Regions from separate parts of the Mus musculus genome. Here region 2 is linked to region 1. A link is a contact called in public capture Hi-C data. All regions are on one chromosome and are shown on one strand. The core of a region is the stretch at or near the end of the contact, and the rest is flanking DNA. Distances in the headings are between cores, read along the strand shown.

Region 1 (6,141 bases), core at 1,920-4,419:
CTCAAACGCTACAAACTGGGAAACACGCCCCGCGTACGGGTTGCGGGGGCGGGAGGGGGTTGGGGTGCCGGCAGGAAAGTAGCAGAGGCCAAAAATGAAGCCCAGGACCTGGGCCGCAGCAAACACGTGGCAGCGCACACCCAGAGAAGGACAGAGAAAATTCTCGAAAGAAAAAGGCTAATCCAAAAGACAAACTGACATCTGAGACTGCCCCTGGCTCAGCTCTACCTCAGCCCCCAACCCACCGCCAACTCACAAAAGGCTGGCAGAGGACCGGGACAAAAGAAAGGATGTCCTTCAAAGTTATGTACACACAGAGACTGACATACAACCTAACCGCCAGGGGCTGAGACCTCCCCATCACACACGTGGAGCAGACATCAAGGAAACAACTCTTAGGAGAAACAAATGCACATTCCCCAGAGAAATCCCACCGGGTGACATTGGCACAACCCCGACCCAGATCCCCTCAGAGGCAGGCCCTCTGCAGCAGCAAAATATGCTCCAAGAGACCAAGGAGTAAGGCTGTTCTACCAATCACTGCATTCCTACCCTGCCCCAACCATCTCCTACGCTTGGGGTCTTGCCCACAGAGGACCTTTGGGCTCATGCTCCAAGTCCCAGATTCAGGGCGTACAAGGGATGTCACCAGGTTAAATAAGTTCCCGTGGGCTCCCACTTCTCCTCTAGACATCTGGGTCCATGAAACCAATTCAGGCTGGTCTGTCCTTCTGCCTGACCGATGGATCAGAGGTCAAGGTGGGTTTTGGCCCAGGTTATGCCTCAGTACAGTGGACTTGTGCTTACAGCTAAACTCCGCCTGGTTTCCTTGAAAGCATCCCCCTCAGTGCCCATGCAATGTCGCCTAGCAGGATGGTGTGTATGCAGCCAGACCATAGGGGAGGTCCTACAAAGACACCCAAAGCCCCTACACTCGGAGGTCTGTCCATGTGTTGCCATAAAGTGCTAATCTGACTCACCTGCTCGCTTGACTCAACAGGAACAGAGAACTCTAACCCGCATGGCACGAAATAAGGCAAAAGGCCGGGGTGGGGTGGGGGTGGGGGTGGTGGTGACTATTGGACTACAGGTGAGGATGGCCCAACTAAAAGGGAGAATAAAATGCGCCCTGCAAGAGCCTCCTCACTGGATACTACTGACCCCTGTTTAAGCTTATGTAAAGAAGGCAGGCATTCCAAACCTGGGCTGGGAGACTTGTCCTACTCCATACCAGGAGTGGGGTGAGTACCTAATAGAAAAGAACGGGCCCCAGGCCACCTCCTACCCCAAAGCTTATACACAGAGCCTGGGTGGGCACCCTTTAGTTATATATAAGTCTGTGTGTTTAGGGACCCGGCTGGCTCAAGGGGCTGGGGTGAGGAAGGTTGAAATACCCTTCTAGTCTCAAGGGTTGCTCTCTAATGAGCAGGTCCTAAGAGAGGTTGAGGTCTGGACCCTCTGGAGACAGGCAGTCAGAGTCAGGATGTCCAGGCCAGAGGGGTAAGTGGGTTCTGGGACTGAGAAGCCCCCACCCCCATTCTCTGAGCCCTCTGCAGGAAACAAAGGCCAAAGAGGGGGAGGGGCAAGAAAAGAAGAGAGGGGTGGGATGGACCCTTCAGAGTGGGCTCCTACCAGCCTCAGCCTTTGGGCCTGAGAAGACCCAACGCAGGCTCAGGCCCAGCCCATGGTCTTACTGCGCAGCAGGGAGGGCAAAGGATACTTTGGGGTTGCAATTGCTATAGAAGAAGGCCTCCCATCCAGCCTCCATAGCTGTGGTCTCTCAGCTCTGCCCCTTTTATTTTAGTGCTTGACCCCCGCGGCCTCCCCTCCTCTGCCACCTTTCCTCTTCCTTCACTTCCCTTTCACCTTCGATGTTTCTCCAAACACACTCTTTCCCCTTCTCATCTTTCCGAGGCCTATTTCACTCTCCTCTCCGAATTTTGTGTTCTTGGGCCTGATCCTAGCCTTAGCAGCTTCCTACATGCAGTGCCATCCCCAGTCTCCAACAATTGCCCATCCAAGGGGATCTCATACCACCCAGGCCCCAGTACACAGGAAGACTAGGAGCTCACTAAGCCCGAAGTCACCAAAAGAATGCATAGGGAGGGAGCAGAGCCCTGACCATTGCCCACCCCTTCCCCGCAACCTCACTCACTGTCAGGACTTAGACCACCTCCGTAGCCGCCGTGCACCCGTGGGTACCACCGCGTTGTACCTCCGCAGCCGAGCGCGAAGGGCGGGCCGGGCCCAGGAGGCGGCCGGGGCCCTAGGCCCAGTGCCCGGGCCCTCGCCTCCCCGCCCGGCCCGCTGCCCGCGCGCTGCTGTCGCCGCCGCTGTAGTCGTCGTCGCGCCTGCTCCGGATCCTCGTCCTCGGGGTCGTCGTCGTCCTCTTCCTCTTCCTCGCGGACGCCATCGCCCTGGGTTGAGCGCCCCGCGCCCTTGGCCTCGGCTGCTAGCAGGTTCTCGATGAGGAAGGAGGAGGCGCGAGCTGGTGTGGCGCGCCCGGGCTCGGTCAGCTCATCCGGCATCGCGGCCGCGGGCCCGTCGGGCAAGGCTGGGATCCTGGGGGTCCCTGGTTGCCTGGGGCGCAGCTGCTCTTCCCGGCCCCGTTTGGATAGTGGCGAACGGCCGCCTGGCGCACGCGCGGCCTGGCCCTGGAGAGCCGCTGCCCGGAGTGAGGGCGTCGGGCTCCACGAGGCGGGCGTCGGCTTCTGTGCCGGGCTGGGCTGGGCGGGAGCGGGTGCGCGCGGACGGCCGTTCCCGCAGCAGCCTCCCTCGCGTTTCTCCGAGCGGTTCAGGTCGCCGCCCCGGCTGGCCTCACGGGAGGGGGAGGGGGCGGTGCCGGGGGCGGGGCGGCGCGAGTTTCGTAGGCTCAGCCCCAACGACCCGCTGCAGCCCGGAGAGAAGCCATTGCCGGAGATGCTGCCCGGCCGGACTCTGCGCGCAGGTGGTGGCAGGGCCCAGGGCAGGAGACCCGGTGGTCCTGGGGGTACGACCCCGCGAGATGCGTTCCGGCGCCCCCCACCCCGGTACCCGCGCCAGGGAGTGGGAGAAGGCGGGGCCTCGGCTGGGAGGTCGACCATTGGCTACAGGGTCGCTGTGAAGCCCAGACTGGCCAATCGCATCCGAGGAGAGCCTTGCTCACCCTCCGGGAGCGTGTCGGAACCCGCAGAACGCTCGGTTTGTGCGTGAGTCCCTGTGACTGTGTATTTGCGCGCGGGTAAGGACTATTGCCGACTGGGCCGCAGTCTTTTTCTTTTTTTTTAAGACCTCGCGTGTAATTTAAAACGGGGATTCTGCCAAAACAAGTTTGCAGAGACGCAGCATGTTTTAACTCTTACGCGTAACGAAATATGCTCTTGGTGCCATCGCGCTGCGATGGAATGCTCTCATATCCCGGGCTCAGTTTCGGTGTGTAAAGAGAGTCAAGCCCGAAGGTGCCCCATGGTGTCACGCTGGGTAGGAACAGATTACATTTGCTCTGGCACCTCCATTGCCCGGCCTTCTCACTCTCTTTCAGGCTGGTAAGAGCTTCGTGCCTAGCCACTGTGCGGGACTGCAGGTCTTGAGGAACAATTCCTCTTTCTGCCTCTCTTGCCCTGCACAAAGTGAATTTTCTTCCCCCGCTTCAGGAGCAAGGCCGCAGAGGGTAACCCAGACTTCGCTGAGACCAACGGAGCTGTGATCCACTTCCAACAGGAATAGGGGGACAGCCTAGTCACTGAGCGGAACGCTTCACTGGATGCGGGTTATCACGGAAGGCCCATCTAGCTGCTCAGTGCGGGTCACAGACAGTGCGTAAAGAAGTGTGTCCCACTGTCCAGGAGAAGGCAACTGCAGGCCCGGAGCCCACTTTGTTTAATCTCCCCAACAAGAGAAATAGAGGGAAATAGAGTCACCCTATACTTCAAAGGGAAAAACTAATGTGAAAAGAGAGCGCTTCCCCTCCCTCCCACTATAAGTGGCTCTTGAGGATATAGAAGGATGGATGAGCCGCCAGGCTAAGGAACCTTTGGGGTCTGCACCCTGGCTAGAAACCTGGATGGGAAGTGGGTTTTGTGCACGATAGGACTTGATTTTGGAGCCATATTGGGCAAGGCAAGAGGAATCGCTGGCAAGCAGCCACATTTCATAGGTGAGGGCTCTGAGTCAAAGTTGGGTGTCTCCAACTTTGACTCAGAGTGTCCCAAGTGCTGTTACTTCCTGGGTGTCCCAGCTCAGACATACTCAGGGACCTGGGTAGAGGTGGGGGCGGGGAGGGAGAAATTAGCAATGATATTTGTTTGTAGGAATCAGGCACAACCCCTGGGCCGGCCAATTCAGGTTGGTTTTGTTGTTGGTGGTGGTTTGTTTTTGTTTTGATATGGTTTTTCGTTTTTCCGAGTTAGGGTATCTATGTTAGCCCAGAGATCCTTTTGCCCCTGCCTCCTGAGTGCTGGGATTAAAGGCATGAGGCATCACTGCAGGGCTCGGGGTTGTTTTTTGAAGTGATGAAGAAACAGACCAGAAAGGAGCCCTACTAAAAATGGTGATGGAGAGAACCGTCCAACTTCTGCAAGTTCCAGGCTCCCCTTGTGAACAGTACCTTCCTGCTTGTAAAATGGAGCCTGTTGGGTGGGTGCTGTGGCTTCCATTTTATTTCTCTGCTCTCTGGATGGGGGAGCCAGGCTGGGCTTCTTAGGCACCAGGGTTGTAATTCCCTCTGCCCTAGGGCCCTGGCCCTTGGTCCTGGCCCCTTGTGGTTACACCGGTTACACCTTACACCGTGGATAAGTGCTGCTCCCATACTCCATTGGGCAGAGAGAGACCTGCCTGGTCTTACCCAGCACTCCCTCTGGAGCCGTGCATCAGAGTGGCGCCTCAGTACTAGACCAGCAAGGGATGGTGGTCAGAAATGGGGAAAGGGCATCCACATCTCCTGGTACTGGCTTGGGAGCACTAGAAAGAGGGTGACAGCCACACTACTTGGCCTCTGGATCCTACGGACTACAAGTGGTGGTACCACTCAGGAGCAGGGTGTGTATGTGTCAGGAACTCCCAAGTTAGCCCTGTGGGTGCTCACCCAGGTCCTGGGGGCCCCAAGCTCAGCCTACACGGAGGAGAGCAGAGAGGTACTGCTTGAATCCTTCCTTGCTGCCAGAGTTTTAGCACTGATGCTGCCCAGCGTATAGGCTGGTTTGTCCCAATTCAAGGCCAATTTGGCTGAGGAAGTAAGGCTGCCAAGCACTAACCCAAGCAGCAACTTCTGGTGCTGCCTTGCCAGAGCCCTCTATATTCCTCCACAGAGTTCTGGGGCTGGAGGACTGTCCCCTTCCAAGCCATGCCCATCCATGTTCACACACAGTAGCTGTGCAGGCTGTGGCATCTCTCCCCACTTTATCCTGCTGCCTTGTTTCTGTCTCACCTATCCTGTGTACTGAGATCTGTCAGGAAACCTGCCAGGCCTTAGCAGAGTCTGCCTGGTCCAGAGGCTGTACTTCACAAATGTCCCCTAAATCTGCGCGATTGGATCTAGGGCGGCAAGAGGATCCGAGTGGCCAGCTGCAGGACCACTTCAGACCTTTTCACCAACAAGCCTTTCATTTGGAAAAACTTGACAAAATGCCTATTTTACATGTTTTTTTTAAATTACTATATTTTGCCTCCTTCATCCCTCGCCTGACCCTGTTTCTTCTCACACCACCCCCTATATGACCCAAGTGTCTGCCTACTCTTGGGTTTTGATTGACAAAACACTCCATGTGCACTTCCCCAACTTATTTTCAAAGGCAATTACTGCTACGGGTGTGAGGGGATTGGACCCAGGATCCCCTCAGATGTCAAAACCTGCAGGTGTCCAGTTAGCTCAGGCTAGCCTTGTGTTCTAGACAGTGCTCCCATCCCCACCTTCTCAGTGCCTGCACTTGAAGCTTTCACTACCACATCCAGTTGCTGCTTAAAGAAAAAACATAGTAGCATTTGACTGCGTGCTTCAAATGACTCTAGACTGCTGATAGACCTACTAAGATGTGGCTGCTGTGAGGTGGCTGTTTTGCAGCATTTAGGGAGTCATGGCCAACGGATCTGTGCCCGACATGGGATAGATGCAAGTTTTCCTTTGAACTTGCCTCTTTCTGATGATAAGAATAAAATCCATTTAAA
Region 2 (6,141 bases), core at 144-2,643, 1.0 Mb before region 1:
ACAGTATACACTTATGACTTGGAAGCCCCTTCACCCCACCCCCACTCCCCAGATCTGGAAAAGGCACATGGGAGTTGGTCACATTATCTTCTCGGTTCCTCTCCTTCCCCACCCCCTTCAGCCCCACACTGACAGGCTTCGCTGCCCTTTCTTTGCTAGACCAAATGTCGCCACAGCTGTGCGCCCTTGCCTGGCTTTGGACTTCAGCTCCTGAATTTTTTGGGTTGGAAGTTTACATCAGGGTGCAGCCTGGGCACATTCCACAGGAGGAGGCCTTCTTGGACACGGGGCAGGGGCAGGCGCTCTAGTCCTGCTCAGTGCTTGGCACAGCGGAGCCCTGGCAAAATGACTTGTGCTGAACAGAAATTCCTGGAGGGGGCACTGGAGTTCAACCTTGGGAGCAAGTTCAGCTGTTGTTGCTGGATACTTTGTTCTTTGCTCTACTCTGTTCCCTGGAGTGAAGAGACCCAGCAGGCAGCGGGGCCTTTCAGTGTTGGTCTCCAAGTCTCCCTGTCTCCTAGACCCTGCTCCTGAGAGGATGCCGAGGGGACAAAGCTCAACTGCACTCTTGGCCTTATTTGGGCAGGCACCTGCTTTGTGTTCTGGATGGCAGAGGGGCTGGTAATAATGGCTGCTTTTATTGACATTGAATTAAAGACTTGGTGAGCTCTGGGGCTAGTTTCCTCATGTTCTGTGCTGGCCTACACCTTCTGGCTGGGACCTTGCCTCTCTGTTCTTCTCTCCTTGCTACCGCTACTCAGGTGTAATATGTTCAGGGGCTCCCCCTGGAGGTGGGAGATAAAGCCAGAGTCTGAGGGACTAAATTGGTTTTGGGCGACACCCCAAGGTTCCTGCACTATCCTCAGCTGCCTGGAACATCTTTCAGGTTTTCATGATTCGCAGGCGTCCCCTTGACTCTCTCCAGCAGCGCCCGGAGGAGGCGCCCTCCCCACCTCCGCAGAACGGCTACTCTGGAGTTGTTTGGCCTCTAAGCGGGCTACTTGGGTGTGGCCTGTTTCCCTTTGTTGCACCCTGTTGTGCCCCAAGTGCCTGGAACTCCGGCTGGTCAAGTGTAGACGCCTCGAGAAAGTCAGGGAGGATGAAAAGTGGGTGGGAGAAGAGGAGCGAGGATAAAGTTAGGAGTCACTGGGAAGGAAGGAAGGAAGGAAGGAAGGAAGGAAGGAAGGAAGGAAGGAAGGAAGGAAGGAAGGAAGGAAGGAAGGAAGGAAAGAAGGAAGGGGTCTTGGAGGTGTGACTGCACTCAGGACATCCTGGCCCGGCCTGGCCCAGCCCAGAGCTGCGGTGGCTTGCGCGCGGCCGGCAGGTGGCGGTGCTCCCTTGGCTGCGTGGCGGCGTTGAGTCCCCTCCTCCCGCGCTCCCTCCCTCCCGGCTCCTTTCTCTGCGCTCTTGCTCAAGCTCCCAGCGCCCTCCCGCTCTCCCGGCCGCGGTGTCGTCCGCACCGCCCCGCCGTTACCTACCAGCGACCATGGCGCACCGGGGACCCCCGAGCGCCCCGAAGCGTCCTGGCCCTACTGCGCCGGACCGGAGCTTTCAGGCTCTGCTGCCGCCGTGCTGGCCACGTTCGTGGCCGCTGCTGCTGCTGCTGCTGGTGCTGGTGGCTGCCTGCGGAGCGATGGGGCGCTCCCCCCAGCCCGGGCGCCAGGGTCCCGGTGTGCAGATCACTAGGCTGCTGCCCGCGGGACGCACGGAGTCCGGCGATCGCAAAGATCCACAGGCACGAGAATCAGAACCCAGCGTCCCGGGTCTCGGTCCGGGTTCTGCTTCGGGTCCCAGCACCGATGGCGCCCCAGCTCCGGGCAAGGGGCGCAGGGCTCGGGCGGTGCCGGTGGCCGGTGCGGCTTCGGCTTCGCGCGCACAGGTCTCGCTCATCAGCACGTCGTTCGTGCTCAAGGGAGACGCGACGCACAACCAGGCGATGGTACACTGGACAGGAGAGAACAGCAGCGTAAGTGACCTCCGCACTCACCCCGGCCCTGCCCGGACACCTCGGGATACCCAGGGAGACCACCACAGCCCCCTACTTCCGGACCACCCGCGGTCACTCTGCTGGGCATTCTTGGCTACTTGGGGGACGCGGGTCACCTCGGCGGCGCCCCTACTGGCTTCTGGTTATGGGTTACTTTTGGAAGGGTCCTCGAATTTGTGAGATTCTGTCTCGCTCAGAAGGTTTTTCCGAAGATCTGGAGACCAGAAACACCCCTAGCCTCTAGATCTGGGCTACAGGGAAGGTCCCTAGAGTCGTCAGGATCTGGGCAGCATGGGACAACTCCAGGTCCTTGAGGGCTACCCAGCTCTGCGCCGCGTGGACAGTGGGTGGGTCGCCCACACACTGCACTGCACTCAGCAGCTCCAGAGAACACCTCTGGAATTGCCACCTCTGGCGTCCTTACTACTTCATTTATGCTGACCTCAGGGTCCATGATATCCCTGACAGTTCCATGTCCTGTTCGAAGGTTCTTAATTCTAGGATTGCTCCTCCTAGTGTGCCCCACAGCTGTCTTTGGTCCGAGTGGACCATGGGGTGTTTAATAGTATTTAACGTTCTGTGGTCTTTAGAGCAGTGCGCCAACTCCCTCCCTCCCTTTCTCCCATGCCTCTCCCTCTGCCCGGAGAGCTCCAGCGTCCATCCCGCTCCTGCTCTTCCAGATTTAGGATCCAGCCACTCCCCGTTCCTTTTTTTGGTAGTGCACCTCAAGGGGTTTGTTTTTCCTTGTTAAAGGTCAGAGTCACTCTGTCCCCTCTGGGGAATCTCAGGTGTGTGCACTCCAGGTTTGCAAGCCTTTGCTCTCCAGGGAAGTGTGTTTTCATGAAGAGAGAGAGCCAGGAATCCCTCCTCACTGCCTGTACCACAGTCCACACAGACTCTCCACTCCTCCCCCACCCCACCCCTCAGGAGGTGACTCCACCTCTTTTCCTTGTCTTCCAAGTTTTTTAGGAGACTGCATAGGGCCAGAGTCCCTGCATGCACTGGGAAGTGGAGTGAGCGGGTCTTCTCTTTGGGTTATCAGGTGGACATAATGAAGCTGCAGACACTTTTAAAACACCCCCCCCCCTCCCCGTCTCCTCTCCTCGCACTCTCGGTGACTGCTTGGAGGCTTCCATTTGTACTAGGGAAGGGACCACCATGTAGCCTTGGCTGGCCTAAACTCCAGTCCTGCCAGCCCCTTCCCTACTGGCTGGCTTTGTCCAGGGTGCAGGTGTCTTCACTGGTCCCTAAGCTAATGGCATCTCCAGGAAGACTAGCAGCCCTCAGAGGGCAGAGCTGGTGCTGTGGATGCATCTGGCCAGCAGGGGGCAGTCAGGGTGCTGAACAGAGTACTTGGGTGTTCCTCCCAAGAAGGGAGTTGAGGTGCCCTGATGTCCTCAACTGCACCTTGACCAAGCCCTCCGCCTCTAGGTATTCCGCTGGTCCCAGCCTTTTAGTGCTGGCTAGCACCCAATGATAAACCGGGACCCCTGGGCCATTGGCCATTCTTGAGGACTGAATAGTAAGTAGCCCAGAATGCAAGAACTGAAAGGGACAGAAACACACTGAGATCTGGATCTGAGGTGCTGAAGTGGTTAATTCAACTATCTTGTCACTTTGTCACTTAGCTTCATGGTATGAAAGAGAGTGAGACACCAGGTGGGGGTGATGGATCTATAGGAAAAGAGACCAGCTGCCTCTAGTATGGGCTGTTTGCTGTCCAGCTGAACCCCCTATGAGATTATAGCCTGCCCCTTGAATAGGCACCTTGGAGAGTTGAGGATGGAGAATGACTGGCTGAGCTCTGAGGGACCCTCTTCTGCAGCCGTTATCACATGGGGGCAGGCATAAGATGTGGACACCTGGGCCCAGCCTGGCACTTAGGTGGCACCTAGCTTGTGATGAATGTGAGGGGCAGCACGGAAACACTACCCGGTTATCTCTCTGACTTCTGTCTTCTGTCTTCTCCCTTCTCTCATGGACCTTGCAGAAGATTCTCTCCAGAAACCCTGACGGACAGCCCATGGCTGGGGATGCACTCATAGGTTTACCTTGTCTGAGAAAACCCAGGAGTAGAAAAAGATGGGTGAGGGCTGCCTCAGGAAACCGGTTCCTTTAAACACAGTTCTCTTAGATCTGGTGTGCACAGCACATTCTTGGCACATGAAGTGTCTTGGAAGTGCGCTGCTCCCCCTCCGTGCTCAGTGTGCAGCCACAGGGACAAAGATGAGAGCCAGCACTTGGCAGTTGGCTGTACCTCTTGCTTGAAGCACCACCTCGGCAAGCTTGGATGAGACCAGAGTAGACTGAGGGACTCTGTGAGTGCTGTCTTTATGGGGTTGCCTTTCTGCTGCTTGCCTCTGCCCTCTGCAGATGCGGTCCACAGCAGAGTGTTTGCTTTATAACATCAGGTGCTTTTCCAAACAAGACCGCTAGGGGAGGGGGGCTGGGGGAGGGGCACAGACTCTCTGAAAGACATTAGTGAGCATCCCAAGCATCCCGCTAAGGGATGGGCTGAGGGATGGCGGGACTCAAGCTGGTTCCCAGACAGTCTCTGTCACTCCAGCTCTGGGAACATATGTGAGTTTTCCCTGTGAAGGCTCCATTCTTTCCCGCTCCCATGGAGATAGGGAAGAGGACTCACTTGGAAGTTCAAACAGGGCCTCTCCAGCTGACGTTTCGCTGTGCCAACACATTGTTACAAGTGAGATGAATCCTTCTTGGAAACCCACCAGGGTTGCCTTTTGATGGGCCTGGGTTGGGCTGTGCACACAGGGCTCTGGGTCTCCATACTGCCCTTGGAGGCAGAGAGGACATACGAAGGTGGGAAACAGACTTCTGTGCTGGGCTCCATCTGAGGGGTGGCAATTTCTTGTTAGCCTGGTAGGAATGTGAGGAACTGTTTTGGGGGAAATTACTTGCCGTTGGGGCTTATTTTAAGTATGCTCACCTGGGCTCCTTTCTGTATAACACTTGAATACAACTCATGGTTTAACTTGGGTTCAAACTTTCTACATCCAGGTCTCATCTCTGCTCCTCAGGCTGACCGGTGACTTTTTTCTAGCCTGTGCTGTGTCTCCGGAAGTGCTGGTGGCTGTTCCTAGATAGTTCTGGGCAGATTGAGCATACTCCGCTCTAGGCATCTGGCTGGACTCCCTACCCTGTGTCGTGTTATATAAATGCAGAGAGCCCAGTGCAGGTCAGAAGGTGGGTTCTCTGTGGTGGAAGGCCAAGGGCAGGCTGTCAGCCTCAGTTTCTTGTATAGAGGGATTATGGCCTCTGCCTGAATTGAATGGGAACTGTTGCAGGCCAGGTTCCTTGAGGGCAGGTGCATTAGTTTGCTCTGGCTTTTGTGGCAAAGGACTATGGCAATGTGGGTCCTAGACAGCAGTGTCCCTTTGACCCTTTGTTTGCACCTGGAACGTGAGCTCTCTCCTTCCTATTGGGACACCAGAACCACTGGGTTAAGGCCATCTTGACAAGCTCAGTATAATGGAATCACAGTTAGAAGTCCTACTTCTGATTCACTCATTTGCAAGTCCTGGGCTTCAATTTATGGACCTTGGGGGGGGGGGCTGAAACAGTTCTGCTCCCAAGAGCAGGGAGCGGGTCTCACTTGTCGTCCTCTGAGCAAGCACCTGGAGCTCACAGTCACCTGATGGGAAGGACGTCATCAGGGAGGACAGCATAGCAGAGGCGGCCTCAGGGCTGGCTCAAAGGATGAGTAGCGAGTAGAGGAGAGAAGGAGGGTGTTCAAGCTGGACAGTTTGAGCGAGTCCTGTTAGGTAAGAATTTGAAGGTCACAGGTGCCACACAGAGACACCAAATACATTGTGTGGGAGCAGAAGCCTGAGCAAGAAGCTGGGAGGGAAAAAGATTGCGCATGGTCCCCAAATGTGTGGCTGAAGAGCCCATGTCAGGGTCGGGGTGGTGAATATTTTGGCTTCCGAGCCTGCTGGCCTGGGTTTGTCTCAGGATCTCCCCTCTGGCTTTGAGTCCTAAGATGAATGGAGGAGATGCTCTGGGGCCTCTGTCCTTGCTGTGGGAGGGGGACTTGCAGGCTCATAGGTTGGTTGTACAAGGGCCAGATTTTCTAAGTGAAATGCATAGACCACAGCATGATGCATAGCTAGAGGTTAGCTTGGCATCCAGCT

The links. Capture Hi-C pulls out chosen DNA fragments and counts their contacts.
Region 2: a contact with region 1 is called in a capture Hi-C map of embryonic stem cells, with 3 times the contacts expected there. The contact joins the promoter of Sorcs2 here to the promoter of E130018O15Rik in region 1. A contact is called at or near these places in 3 of 39 promoter capture datasets (liver, neutrophils and stem cell-derived epiblast-like cells), 1 of 484 Hi-C or Micro-C datasets (embryonic stem cells) and 1 of 9 other capture datasets (embryonic stem cells).

Annotation. Positions count from the first base shown.
Region 1 is chr5:35,385,504-35,391,644 of GRCm38.p6, reverse strand. It overlaps E130018O15Rik (RIKEN cDNA E130018O15 gene), which reads left to right and starts at 3,169. Exons shown (of 2, transcript NR_152157.1): 1 at 3,169-3,220. Hmx1 (H6 homeobox 1) reads right to left here and starts at 2,784. Exons shown (of 2, transcript NM_010445.4): 1 at 2,156-2,784. The coding sequence starts at 2,528.
Region 2 is chr5:36,393,391-36,399,531 of GRCm38.p6, reverse strand. It overlaps Sorcs2 (sortilin-related VPS10 domain containing receptor 2), which reads left to right and starts at 1,393. Exons shown (of 27, transcript NM_030889.2): 1 at 1,393-1,966. The coding sequence starts at 1,487.